2 separate regions of the Mus musculus genome follow, and region 2 is linked to region 1. The links are chromatin contacts, called in public promoter capture Hi-C maps. All regions are on one chromosome and are shown on one strand. The core of a region is the stretch at or near the end of the contact, and the rest is flanking DNA. Distances in the headings are between cores, read along the strand shown.

Region 1 (7,172 bases), core at 1,644-4,143:
TGGGGATGGCTGTACGAACCACTCCTAAGGGAGAGACACTGGGTCAGGGGTGCTTGTTCTCATGGCTGCCCTGTGAGACTCTCAAGTTCATTCTTACCAGTCTGGGGGTCCACAGAGAAGAAAGGCAGCCCATCCAGCACCGTGTACACAAGTTTGGCACTGTTTCCATAGCTGGGATCGTCGGCATCGTGAGCAGTCACTTGGATTACAGACGTCCCTGCGGGAGAGCCCCATAACCCACTCAGCAGCAGCAAGGCCAGGAAAAGAAGAGTAGACTGAGGGACCCCGCATGTGAAGGAGGCTGAGTTAAAGGAGATGAATTCCAGGGTAGACAACCAAAGCAGATGGAGGAGTAAAAGAACCCCAGGTAAGCTAGGGCACCCAGAACTGGGGTGCTCACCAACATTGGACATCTCAGGCACGGTGGCATGGTAGGGCCCGAGGGGAAACACAGGCGGATTGTCATTGATGTCTTGCACTTTGATGATGAACTCCGATGGGGGTTCCAGGGGCCGGTTAGAGGCACGGTCCACAGCTTGGGCCAGCAGCACATATTGTGCCTTCTCTTCCCGATCCAGGCTCTTGGTCACATGGATATTGCCTGTGGCCTCATCAATCACAAACACAGTGCCTGCCCCCTCCCCGGTCAGCAGGTACTTGGTGCGGCCCTCACCCCGGTCAACATCTGAGTGCAGCTGCAAGAGTCAAGAGAAAGCGGCAGAAAGCTCCAAGTGCAGAGCACACGGGGTTAGAGCCTAGGTTTGGGTGGTACGTGAGGAATGCCAGGGGACCAAGGTCATTGCAGACTGATGAAGTTTCTGGGGCAGGGCCTAAGGGTCTGACAGACTCGTCACGGAGAGGGTTGATCCTTACCTTGCCAATAAGGACAGGCTCTGGACCAGAATATTCCTCAATGACAAAGAACTGGTTCCAGACCCAGCTCCTTCGGGTCCGCAGCAGTGTAGGACCCGAGTGTCCCCTGGACCCTGCCCAGGCTGGGACTGGAGCTGCCAGGCGCCCCATGCAGCCCCAGCCACCCAGCCAGGCCAGCAGGAGCCTCACAAGGCCCCACATGTTTGTAATCCAGCCAGGGCTCTTGTTCACTGGCCCCAGGTGCCGAGGCTGGGCAGGGCCAGGTGGCCCATGAGCTGGCTGGGGAAGACGCGTTGAGGCTACCCCATGGATCCACACCTGTAGGACAGGTAGCTGCTCAGGATCAAGGAAAGCCTGAATCGTACTCTTCTCCCGAATTAGATACCGAAGCCCAGCTCTCTAAGAAACCAGACACCCCACTGCCCAGAACCCAGTCCAAGACAGACAGCCTGAGCCTTCCTCCCAGGCTCTGCCTGGATCCACCTCCAGCCCCTCCAAGCCCATAAATCTCAGGTCGGCCAACTCTGGAAAGCTGTCAGGGAAAAGGAGAGGAGAATGCTGAAGGGACTTGGAATTTCAAATCTTGTTCCTTTTCTAGCCTGGGCACACAGCTAGGGGACTAGAAAAGGTAGATGGACCGACAGAAAGGGCTTAAAACTGAGAGGTTGGTATTCATCAACACACAGCCTTCCTTATCCAGAGGGTCAGGCTCAAAGACAAGGAGTGAGTGCAGCTTGAGTCGGGCTGGACTCAGGAAAGCCTCCCCTGCCCCTGAGGAACCCCACGTCTCCAGACTGTCTCCAGCCCATTCTGCCAGTCTCGGTCTTTAAGGGGAATTGGTCTAAGGGAACAGAGTGGGGCTACATCTGGAAGAATTGGGAACAGGGCTGCAGGCAGTGCAGGGGGACCAAGAGAGGTGAAGTGGAGGCTGACCCAGGGGCCAGAGACAGCGTGATTGAAGGCTTGGGGCCAAGAATCTGGGAGGGTCTGGCAGATGGGGAAGACCAGATGAGAAACAGACAGACCACGGAGAGAGAAGGGCAGCAAGAGAGAAAAGCAAAGACATCAGGGAAGCAGCCTGAGTGTCTGAAAGGCAGAGAGGAGTCCTGGGTACCAGGCTTGGGAACTGGTAGGGGCAGGTGAACCTTTCTCTCTCTCTCTCTCTCTCTCTCTCTCTCTCTCTCTCTCTCTCTCTCTCTCTCTCTCTCTCTCTCTCTCTCTCTCTCTCTCTCTCTCTCTGTGTGTGTGTGTATGTGTGTGTGTGTGTGAGATCAGGCCTCGGAACTTCATTCTGGTAGAGTAAGCTACTAGGAGCAGTAGAGGTAGGGAGGGGCTGCGGGAAAGGAGGTGGAGAGAGAGGACCCTTCCCATTTCTCTCCCTCCTCCTGAAGGGGCCCATGGTCAGGTAGCTGTGCCCCTCCTCCTTCCCCAGAGCAGACACACACCTGACAGGCCGTTTGCTCCCCAGAGAAAAGAAGCCAGAGGGCAGCAGGGGACCAGAGAGGTAGGCGGGACGAAGAGGAGAGAAGGAAGGAAACGGAGGAGTGGGGAAACAGGATAGCAGGAGGGAACGAGGAGAGGAGAGGAAAGGAGAGGGAGGTAATGAGAGAGAGGAAAGGAGAGCGGGAAAAGAGGAGAAAGGTAAAGGAAGAAAAAGGCAGAAGAGGTGGGAAGAGACAGGGCAAGAGGGAGAGAGAAGGGGCAGAGAGGCGGAAGGGTGAAGAAAAATCGGGAGGCAAAGGGAGAGAGGTGTGTGAGATGGGAGAGAGCAGAGCGCGGGAGAACCGAGCCGGCACGGCTCTCAGCCAGAGCGCACCGCAAGCTGCGGACCCCCCGCTGCCCCCGCGAGGATTCCCGACCCGGGCAGGCGCCCTTACCTGGCACTACCGAGGGGCCCGGGACCGCGAACAGCGCCCCGCCCGCCTCCGTCGCTGGCTCCCGGGGGCACAGCCCCAAGCCGATCCAAGCCGGCGCCGCGGCTCCGCTGCAGGTCTGAGCGGCCCCGGCGAGAACAAGGGAGCGAGACGGAGGGGGCGGGGGAAGGAGGCTCCGCCTGCCGAGGAGAGGCGGCTCGCGCGGGAGAGGAGAGCCCTGCCTCCGACCCTCCCCAGCCAGTCCCCGCCCCCGCGGCTCCCGGGCTGCTGGGCGCATACAGATGCGGGGCCCCTCCCGGGCCAGCCCGCAGCACGGCAAGGTACAGGGGTAGCACGGCTAGGCTATTATTCCCAGGGCCTGGCGGAGGAGACTCAACACGATCGGCCAGCACAGCACCTGCGGAGGCACACCGTGAGGCGGGGCGCTGGGAGAGCACTGCGGGAGACCCGGCTTCACGTTCTGGATTCGGGTGCGGCTGCGAGGCTACCGACTCAGGACCTTGTGCGGGTCACGACGGCGAGTTCAGTCAGCTAGGGTGAACTTCAGGATGGCAGGGGAAGCAGGAGTCTAGGGAGCTCGCCAGGGACAGGGGAAAGATAACGGTGGGCAGTGAGAACCTTTTTTGGGGAAGCTCTTTGCAAGATCTAAAGAGTGTGTGCACCCCCTGGTGGCAGTTGTGGGAAGCACCTTGAAGGGCGACCAAATGCCTAATTGTGCAGGGGGACCGGGAGGCCGACCCTGCCGGCTGTTGGGGTACTGCAAAAGAAACAGGCCACCCTATTTCCCAGAGTAAAAAGACATACAGCTTTGGACTGATTAGAGACAAAGTGGGGATGAAGGTTCCCGAGGAAGGCCGCTGCCCCAGAAGAACGCAGATGCCCACCGTCACAGCCATTCACCTTCCCCTTTCACCCAAACTCTTCCCAAGGAAAGGCACTCAAATGCTAGTCAAAACTAAGTCAGATTTTTATTTTTCCATAGACCACATCATTTAATAATAAAAAAAATAAAAATAAAAATTGAACAAAAGGAAAAGGTGGCTATAAAGTGGAACCAGCGGGCAAGAGACTGCAGGCCAGAGAACAGGGGACTGCAGGGGCCTGGGACTCAGGAGAGGCTGATTCAGCTCATAGGTGACCCAGTCCTGGCCCCAGCTGTCCCCAAAAGGCTGAGTACCAAGGGAGGCGGAACGCAGGATGGAGGGAAAATGAGCGTGGGACACTGGTTATTCCCACGTACGGCCACATCTTCCCTTCATAGCCTAGCTCTTCCCTCTCAGACTTAACAGGAAGAAAGGAGAGGGCCAAGTTCCAAGAGTTAGGTTGGGGAACAGGGAGATTGCCACTGCTCCATTTGATATGAGGGGACGTGTGGCAGTTATAGTTCAGCACTGAGCAATGGTGTGAGACCCTTGGTTCCAGGGTGGTGGTGACTGTACCTATCCCTCTGTGGCCTTTGACCTCCCAGGACCAAGTGGCAGGTACCTGCAGCTCTCTAGTGTTTTCTTGGCTAGCGGCGCCCACCCCGGTCCCGTACAGGTGTGCTTCGACTCCGGCTTCTGCTGTGGCGCTTGGTGTCTCTGCGATCCCTCTCCCTGCCTCGGTCTCGGTCTCGCTCCCTCTCCCGCTCTCGGTCACCCCTGTCCCGCTCTCTCTCCCTGTCCCTCTCTCTCTCCCTGCTGTGCTCCCTCCTCTTCTCCCGTTCTAGCTGCCGGTTCCGTTCCCGCTCAGCTTCCTTCTCCCGTTCCTTTTGTTCTTCTTCTTCTCGTTCTTTTCGCCGCTTCTCCCGCTCCTTGGCCCGTTCAGCTTGCTCTGCCTCCTTCTGAACAATCTGTGGTCAGACAGGAAGGACAGAGGCAGAGAAGTGTGTCACAGTCCTGTCTGAACTGATCCCAGGCTGTGCTTCTGGGGTCACTGTCAGTTTCTATTAACAGGAAAAGGGCAGACATGCAGGATGAGGTGCACCACCAACATCCTTAATGCATGGTAGGGCTGCTGGCACCAGTCTCTGATATGTCTCTAGCTTTCATCATGCTACACACACACAAAGCTGAGTAGCATTAAGCCTGAATTTCTCCCAGAAAGCCCTTGCCACAAAAGCCAGACAACTTAGTTCAGCCCTGGAGTCCATGGAGAGGTGGAAGCAGAACCACACCCACAGACCTGACCTCCACATGAGCAACATGGCAAGCGCATCCTTTCCTGTCCCCAACATACACACCAACACCACACGCAAGATTCTCATAGAAATGCCAACGTACAAGACGTTTATAACAAAGCTTTATAAGACACGCATTGCTTGGCTAACGAATCAAGCTCCAAGAAGCTTGGCTAACAGTTTCTCAAACCCACAAGCTCTAGTTCCTGCCTGGCGGCCACTTTCACCCTCTCCACAGCTCCCTCCTCTCTTCCTCTCCTAAGCCAATGCCAGGGCCTACACTGTGGGTCATGCTCATCTCCTGGGTGCAAAGACAGCTCCAGCTGCTGACAATGGGAGAGTACTCACTTGGCTCTCAGTCAGAGGGAGCCAATAGATGCAGGGAGCTGCCTTAGTCTTACGGAAGAGGTCATCCAGCAGCTTGGCAGGTGGCTCCTCCTGGGCTTTTTCTGAGGCGGGAGGAAGAGAACCAGATCTGAAACATAAAATCCTGACCCAACCCACCTGGGTCCCTGACCCTCCAGCCCAGAGACAGGCACATCCTGCCTTCCTCCCAGCTAAGTACCTTTCTTTTCACTCTTCTTTTCTTTAGATTTTGCTCGCTCTTTCCGGCGGCGGTCACGGGACCGTGATCGGGAGCGGGGTCCCTCTCGAACTTTGTCCCGATCCCATTCTCTCTCAGACCGAGTCCTCTCCCGGCGCTCCATTTCCCGTTCCCGTTCTGCCCATTGCTCTCGAACAGCCCTTTCCTGCTCCCGCTGCTCAGCCCGGGGGTGGGGCGGTGGCTGGACTGGGGGTGGGGGTGGGGGATGCAGGGGCCTTGGTGCTCCCTGTTCCTCTGCCTTAGTTTCAGATGGCCGATCTACCAAGAGTCCCCGGTGATAGTCCAGCTGTGGGCAGAGGGACAAGGACAGTTAAACTAGAGATTAAGATTACATCATTCCCAACAAGGGAGCCCAGGTACCAGCGGTAGAGAGAGGAAAACCCAAACTCTTAGCAACTGCAGGTTTGGTGAAGGTCGTCCCAGAATTGACCGCCTCGGCCCATTCCCTCCTTTTCTGAGGTGTCTCACCTCATCTTGCTCAGCATAGTCAGCACAAAGGAATTTGGGGTTGGACTGGGGCCACTTGACCCCGTGCAGAGCTGTGCGGGTGGCAACGGCTTCCTCTACTGTAGAGTACTGGTAGGAAGAGGCAGAGAGGCATGGTGCACCTTTAGTCTCCCTGCTGCTGCAATGCCCTCCATCTGCCCACACTGCTCACAGGACAAAGTATGTGCCTGAAACCAGAGTCAGCCCCCCCGCCTCACCGTCACAAAGCAATGAGATTTGATCTTGTCTATCCAGAAGGCCTCTTCCACCAAAGTTCCTGTACGCCCCAATAATTCCTTCAGCTGGCCTAAAGTGAAGGGACGAACCTGCCAACGAAAATCAACTTTTCAAGGTCTTAAAGAAGTTAAGAACACCTATACATCTAGCATGAAGTCTCCTATGTGTGAGGTGTGTGTGTGTGGGGGGATGATGGTGCATGTCTTTATTCCCAGCACTTGAGAGGGTGGCAGGTGGGTAGCCTGAGTTTGAAGCCAGTCTGGTCTACACTGAGAAACCCCATGTGGGGTTCTGGGGTGGGAATGATCTCCATGTGGGGCTGGAGAGAGGGCTCAGTGGTTATCAACCCTGGCTTATTTTTCCAGGGGATCCAGGCTTGAGTCCAGCACTACTAAGTGGATGCTGGGAACTGACTTAAGTCCTCTTCAACAGCAGTGAGGCTCTCATCACTGAGGCATCTCCCCAGCCCCCAAGTAAAGGAGCTTGCGGTACAGGGATGATGACTTACCAGGTTGGAGATGTGGACAATGTTACTGATCTTGCCCCTGGGTGGGGAGGGCACCTGGGCGGTCCGGACTGGGTCATCAATTGTAATGGAAACTCCAGACTTCTGTTGGCTGATGGACCTCCGGGTTAAGGTATCTCCTAATGTTACTAAAAAGAGAGCGGAAGAACAGCTTTCAGTCGCAGCACTGCTGGCTCCCTTCCTTTTACTCTCTGCCGAGCAGCCAGCCACTCCCCTCTATCCACACATGCCAAGCATCCATAATGTGGTAAAGGGCAAGCGTAGAACCTCACTGCGAGACTCGGACATTTGTGAGATTCAAACCCAGGGGGGTTGGAAATGGGTCCAAACGTGGGCCTCACTCAGAGAATGCTGACGGCTGCTGCACCTCACCCACCTTTCTTTACTTCGTGCTCCACAGGTGGGGGCAAGGCA
Region 2 (7,172 bases), core at 3,201-5,700, 220 kb after region 1:
CTCTAGCCTAGGCAAGTGCTCCAAAAGGTGGGGGCTTAGGGGCTTTATTTTACTCTATAAAAGTATTTTGAGATTTTATTTTGTAACTTTGATCTGCATGTACATATCCACCATGTGTGTGCTTGGTGCCCTCAAAGATCAGAAGAGGGCATCAGAACTCCTGGAAGTGGACTTGCAGTTGGTTGGGAGCCGCCATGTGGGTGAGGGAATCGAACCCAGGTCCTCTGCAAGAGCAGCAAGTGCTCCTAACCGCTGAGCCGGCCCCCTAGAGGCTTGAGGATTACAACACTGATCATTCGTCCTGGTGTTAGCTTGCCACAGCTTCTGACAATCAAACCTAGCAGGCCAGAAGCCATGCAGATCCTAAAAGGATTGTACTTGAAGGGCATTTTACCGGTGAGGAGGCAGCTTATGAATTCCAAGCTCCTGCCACTTAGCATCTAGCTCTGGGTAAGTCACTGAAACCCTAATGACTCTTCGCTCCATTTTCTTCCTCTGTAAAGAAGGCTGTGCTTACAGAAAAGCCGCATGTTGTCATCGGGCATCTGTAGTGTGCTAGGCATTATACAGTCAGAAACAGCAGCTTTGGGAGATAAAGGTTTGGTCTATAGCAGACTTGAGGTTAACTGCAGCCTCCCTGCTTTCTAGAATGCTATTTGTCCTTAGCCAAGTTATTTCACCTAAGGCTTAGTTTCTTATCAAAGAAAAGGGTACCCTTACCTGGGAAGTCTAAACTGGGCAGGAGTCGGTGGCCAAGCATTTTAACAATAAGCTACATACAGCTCCAGCCCCATGATTTTATATGCTGTATTTGGAGGTTTTGAAACAATTTCAGAATGGATTTTGCTGCTTTGAAAAAAATATATTAAGTGTTGGAGAGAATACTCAGTGCTTAAGAGTGCCTGGCTGCTCTTCAGAGGACACAGGTTCAGTTCTAACATCTACAAGGTGGCTCACAACCATCTGTGACTCCAGGTCCAGGACACCTGATGCCCTCTTCTGGCCTCTGTGAGCATTGCATGCATGTACCGAACAGACATAAGTGCAACAAAACATCCATAAATGTAAAATAAAATGGAAAAAAGAAAAAAAGGGCTATAGACATGCGGCATAATGTCTCCCAAGTGCTGAGACTGAAGGTGTGTGCCACTACACCCAGCTAGAATCAAGACTTCTCCTTGTAGCTGGTGATTCTCTGGAAGAATCTGTCTTTCAATCAGGAGCACACTACAACCAGGATGGCTCATAAGAATGACGAGTAGGGGCCAGCCACAATGGCACAATGGAAAGAGACTGTCTCAAAAACAAGAGTGACAAGGAGGATAGACCAGTGTTCTTAACAGTTTCTGTGTCTCCATTTTGGACTGGATAGAGAAAGAATCAAAACTGGAGTGTTTCTACCTGGGCAGAGATGGTAGTGGTAAAGCCTATTATGAATAATCACAACTGCATCCTTATTCCAGATGCCAGATATATTATTCTGCATAGTCGTTAACTTAAAAAATACACTTGTGGGGGCTGGTGAGATGGCTCAGTGGGTAAGAGCACCCGACTGCTCTTCCAAAGGTCCTTAGTTCAAATCCCAGCAACCACATGGTGGCTCACAACCATCTGTAACAAGATCTGATTCCCTCTTCTGGTGTGTCTGAAGACAGCTACAGTGTACTTACATATAATAAATAAATAAATCTTTAAAAAAAAATACACTTGTGACACTTTTCTCTCCCTTTGATTTCTAACATCCTCAGACAGACAGAAAGGCCAAGCAGCCTAGACTTGAAATTTAGATGTTGTCCATTCTATGGTAGGAAAAAAAAGGACTTTGGAACGTTCAGTTGAACATAGGCTTGTACTAAAACAGAAGATAAAGCAGAAAACTGGATATGATCCTGCTCAATTCCTAAGTCTTTATTCAAAGATCTGAAATACTGCCTCAGGTCTGTCTGGCGAGTCTAGTGAGTGTTAAAGGCCTTAAGGACTTTTGTGATGTTTAACTTAGGTGCTTCTAAACTTTTTACATCATCAACTTCTTTGAGAATCAGATAAAAATCATAGAGCTTTGGGCTGGAGAGGTGGCTCAGCACGGGCTCAGTTCCAAGCACCCATATTAGGTGACTTATAGCCACCTGTAACTCCAGTTTCAGGGGATCCAAAGCCCTCTGGTTTTCATGGGCTTTATTGTACGTAGTAAACACAAACACAGACACACACAAATCAATCTTTTTTTTTTATGAGTCAGACTTTCCAAAATGTGTAACTTAAAAATGTATGCCCAATGTCACACTTGCACACACCAATGCCAAGAGGTCACCTTCAGATCTCTGTTTTATAAGTCTTCCTGACTTAATGAAGGCAGTGCGATAGCTGACTTAAAAGTGAACAAGCAACTTAATGAAAATGAATGGAAAGAGTGGGAGACAAGAATAACGGCTGCCTAGAAGGGACAGGGTATTTGTGGTACCAGATGGGATGGGAAAGATGCTAAATGGTTCAAGTGACCCACTAGATTACATACATGATCAATATCCAGTGTCCTGGATACTCAAGGTTAGCTAGTATCTAGTACAACACACTGGCTTGCTTGAAACAGTGTGCTTCTCCAACTGTTTATGCCCCCACACAGTTGCCCATTTCTGGGTCATATCTGGGTATCTATAATAACATAATTAAAACATCATGCAAATCTATGAAAATGTGGAAGCTAAGACATCTCAGCATGCTGAGGCAGGAGGATCGCAAATTTGAGGCCAGCGTGAGCAAAACTGTATAAACACAAAAATTAAATGTTTTGGAGAACTAATTCAAGAATATGTATTAAAACCCTGCCCAGTTAGGAGAGGGCAAGGCGACTGTGGAAGAGTGACGTATGTTCCAACTCAGATAGCTTCCAAAGGTCCAATCTCACTTCACTTTAAAGAAAGCCTAACTGGAAATAACATAATCAAAGTGAGTAGCTCTCTCCTAGAGTGGCATACTAGAATTACCTGAGAAACTTAAAAGGCCACCTCCGTCCCATGCTCTTCTGATTAATGGACTGGGACATAGGCATTCATAGTTTTTTTAATTATTTCTTTTTCTTTTTTTTAATTAGGTATTTTCCTCATTTACATTTCCAATGCTATCCCAAAAGTCCCCCATACTCTCCCACCCACCCACCCCCACTTTTTGGCCCTGGCATTCCCCTGTACTGGGGCATATAAAGTTTGCAAGTCCAATGGGCCTCTCTTTCCTGTGATGGCAGACTAGGCCATCTTTTGATACATATGCAGCTAGAGTCAAGTGCTCCGGGATACTGGTTAGTTCATGATGTTGTTCCACCTATAGGGTTGCAGATCCCTTTAGCTCCTTGGGTACTTTCTCTAGCTCCTCCATTGGGGACCCTGTGACCCATCCAATAGCTGACTGTGAGCATCCACTTCTGTGTTTGCTAGGCCCCGGCATTCATAGTTTTAAAAGTTCTCAGTGTGCAATTAATACTAAAAAGAGGAGTTAAACAATACACTAAAGACTGGTAATATTTATTTTCAATTGTAAGGTTTAGGATAATTCATGTATCTTAGTTTTTTGATTTCTGGCTTTTGCAACTACTGCTGTCTACCTATCCTAACAATATAAATGGATTTGAGACATGACTAAGAGTTCATAATATGCATCGATCTTGGCCCACACTGATTTTCAGACAAGTCTCAAGCTTGAGTTTTCTTCCAGCTGACAAGTCTGAGTTGCAACACCAGGAACCTGTGAGGCCTTTTCGTTTTCCGGTTGGTGGGGCACAAGAGTCGGGGGCCAGTTGTGGGTTTTTTCCTTTTAACCTTTCATTACCAAATGGCACTGCTCCCTATAAGTGAGGTCTAGTTGTAAATGCCTGTTGAGGTCGCCAGGAGGTAGTCATGGGGACAGGGGAAGCCCGGGAGGCATCTGAAGGGCCCGGAACTGGGTCAGAGAACAAAAAGTTTCAAGTACATGGGGCGGTCAGCTCCAGGAGGCAGGTGAACCTGCATCCTCACAGAGGGCGTCCCGACCCAACCTTTCCCATCCCCCCACTACACACACTCCTTAGCCTCCCCCAGTTACAACAACACAGATTCGAAAGTCCAGGGGAGGAAAGAGGGACAGAACCCGACGACTTCCAACGGAGGATTCTCCTCCCACCACGAGGATGGGGCTCTGAGGGTCGGAGGTTTCGCACCGGCCGGGAGGCAGGCCCAGGGGCTGGGGGGGTCGGTCACTCACCACGGCGCGGCCCCGGGCGGCGGCTCCCAGCCTCGCACTGCGGGCCGGGGCGGGAAGGGGGAAGAGGACAGAGGATCCAAGAGGGCGAGGGGCTGCGGCACGCCCGGCTCCTGGCGCCACGCAAAGCCCTGGACCGCCGCTGCCCCCTACCCCTGGACCGAGGCGCTCCGCCCCTACCAGTGCGGCGCGGAGGCGGAGGCGGAGCCGAGGTCCGGATTGGTGGGCGGGCTGATGCACAACGTACTGGGTCCGCCATTGGCTGCGTGGGTCCCAGCAGAGGTCCGCGATTGGCTGCGGAGAACCGGTCAGTGTAGGCGCGTGGGGCTGGGAACATGTCTTCCTGGACTCGGCGTCTGCAGTGGACCTCTGCATCCTGTGGTCCTTCCAAAGTTCTTTACTGAACTGGCCCCCGGTCCCGCAGGAAGGCCCTCGGAAGACCTTTTAAAACATCTACCACCAGTCAAACTGGAGCACAAGCGCTACCAGCAGCGGCAGCCGTGACGAAACGCTTAAAACCACGGAGAATGCGCACAAGAAGGATCAGATGTTTAGCCCCCAGAAAGACGAGCATCTTAAGTACCCAGGACTTCGGTCACTTTTGAGGTCAATGTGGCGAAAGTATTCTCAGTGACGAAATACTCTGGGATTCGCTGTTAGGGTGTAGTAAGATGTGCTGTTCACTAAACCATACTCTCCATACTTGGGGGTACAAAGTTCTCAACCAAATTTAGAATATTTAGGATTTCCCATTGTACTTGGAAACAGCACTTCTGAAGTGACTTGTGTTGTTGACATTTGAAGCTCAATCTTGGTTATTTGGGTCACTTTTTTTTTTCCCCCGAGACAGGGTTTCTCTGTATAGCCCTGGCTGAAAGGCAATATCAGCCGAGCAGTGGTGGCACATGCCTTTAATCCTAGCACTTCAGAAGCAGAAGCAGGCGGATTTCTGAGTTCGAGACCAGCCTGGTCTACTGAGAAACCCTGTCTCAAAACAAAAAAAAAAAAAGAGGGCTGGTGGGTAAGAGCACCCGACTGCTCTTCCAGAGGTCCGGAGTTCAAATCCCAGCAACCACATGGTGGCTCACAACCATCTGTAACAAGATCTGATGCCCTCTTCTGGTGTGTCTGAAGACAGCTACAGTGTACTTACATATAATAAATAAATAAATCTTTAAAAAAAAAAAAAGAAAGAAAAGGGCAGTATCAGTCTTTGCTTGTATTCTCAGACCTCACCGTCGACTCTTCCTTACCTACTGTCACATGAACTCAAATGGAGGCTGAAAAGATGGCTCAGGGGTTAAGAGCACATGCTACTCTGACAGAGGACCTGAGATAGATTCCCAGCACCTATATCACAGTCAGCTGTACCTCCAGCTCTATCCGGTCTGAAGCCCTCTTCTAGACCTTGTGTGAGCGTGTGCGCTGACACTGTCCCATGTTGTTGCCCCCACCCCCCCATACGTTTAAAAAATAAATCTTAACAAAAAATTCAAATGGCTATCAAAGATGGCCAAAGGATGACTCCACCCAAGTATAGCTTAGTGAATGGTGTGTGTGTGTGTGTGTGTTTGAGACAGTGTTCTTTTCTGTAGCCTTGGTCCTTGGCTGTCCTGGAACTTGATTTGTGGACCAGGCTGGCCTCAAATTTAGAGATCCGTCTGCCTCTGCCTCCTGAGTTCTGGGATTATAAACTTATACCACTACCACCCAGCTGGTGAATCAGACTTTAATCACGTTATTCACAGAAGTACGAGCAATTTATCAGTGTCTGTACTAATGAAGTAAGTGTCTCCCTCATCCCAACACTTGTTAACTGTTTATATACCCTCAGGGAATGGAGGGAGCCTTGTGAGCTCCCCCCCCCAACAACCTCCATGAGCATTTCTGTAAACTGTGGGTGGAGCCTCATGAATTCAGTGGCAATGGACCCAATTGTGTGGATCTCCTTCCTTCCAGGTAACCACCCACAGTCCGAATTCAGGAATGGACAAGTTTTCCATTCACTAAGGACAGCATTCCGTTTCACACTTCCTCTCTAAGAAACCAGATACAAATCTCGTTTCATTTTTTAAGGGTTCCACTCCAAAACCTAGAGCTCTTTGCAGGCTGACAGACATCTTAAACATCTCTGCTTTGACGCTGGGCTGTATTTTCTGTTGCTAGCCTATTATTTGCCTCCAATCCCTTTCCTCATTTCACGAACTCAGTCTCAACATTAAAAGCCATCTATGTTGTCAAGTGCCTGACCAAGACACTGGGGGTAAACAAGGAAAAATGGGGTCCTTTTAAAAGACCTCTTTGAGCTGTCAGGTGTTGCAGGGTTATTTGATCACACTGGGAACCCCAAGATTGTGTCATTTACTGGAAAACCCGGTTTTTAGTTGTGGTGTGGCTCAGTCTTAGCCTACACTTTTAATCCAAGAGCTTTCTGCTTGAATACTGTAAACAGAATTAAATAAAGTCCACCTTAGGTCCAAAGGCAGAGCAGGCAACAGTTAACAGGAAGTGAACATAGGGTTATTAAGAAAAAAAAAAAAACAACAACATCGTATGAGGGAGTCAGGGGGATCAGATATTGAGACCCAGAGGAAGTAGACGGGAGGGACATTCAGTTTGGAGGAGATTTTTAAAAGCATCATGAGAGAGGGGCATCACTGGTGAGACTATGGCTATAAAGGAAGGTCAGCTGGGTGCTTTCTCTGCCTCTCTTGAGCTAGCAGGCTTTCATCCCAGCATCTGGCTCCTGAGTCTTTGTTGGTAAAAATCTAAGGCACCTTTTATCCACTAGGCTTTGAGTCAGAGCTGTTGCTCTTTACATGACATTCTTCTGAGTGACAACACAATGCCTGTTGTTCGGTAGTGAACATGAAGAAGGGGAAAATAGAACATTTCAGTTAGGCAGCCCTTAATTACCAGGGGGAGATCAATCTCTCATAGCT

What was found. Capture Hi-C pulls out chosen DNA fragments and counts their contacts.
Region 2: a contact with region 1 is called in a promoter capture Hi-C map of adipose tissue. The contact joins the promoter of Homez here to the promoter of Cdh24 in region 1. A contact is called at or near these places in 12 of 39 promoter capture datasets (the 3T3-L1 cell line, 3T3-L1-derived adipocytes, the C10 cell line and 8 more), 4 of 484 Hi-C or Micro-C datasets (embryonic stem cells and regulatory T cells), 3 of 115 datasets of contacts at active chromatin or transcription factors (the HPC-7 cell line, extraembryonic endoderm stem cells and pancreatic cancer cells) and 4 of 9 other capture datasets (adipose tissue, liver, macrophages and 1 more).

The regions. Positions count from the first base shown.
Region 1 is chr14:54,638,471-54,645,642 of GRCm38.p6, forward strand. Cdh24 (cadherin-like 24) reads right to left here and starts at 2,894. Exons shown (of 12, transcript NM_199470.2): 1 at 2,751-2,894; 2 at 874-1,191; 3 at 401-695; 4 at 98-217; 5 at 1-24. The coding sequence starts at 1,074. Acin1 (apoptotic chromatin condensation inducer 1) reads right to left here. Exons shown (of 19, transcript NM_023190.3): 13 at 7,135-7,172; 14 at 6,741-6,886; 15 at 6,214-6,321; 16 at 5,978-6,085; 17 at 5,471-5,795; 18 at 5,254-5,354; 19 at 3,691-4,578. The coding sequence ends at 4,258. Mir6948 (microRNA 6948) reads right to left here and starts at 4,640; the gene lies at 4,579-4,640.
Region 2 is chr14:54,859,708-54,866,879 of GRCm38.p6, forward strand. It overlaps Homez (homeodomain leucine zipper-encoding gene), which reads right to left and starts at 4,451. Exons shown (of 2, transcript NM_001177705.1): 1 at 4,234-4,451.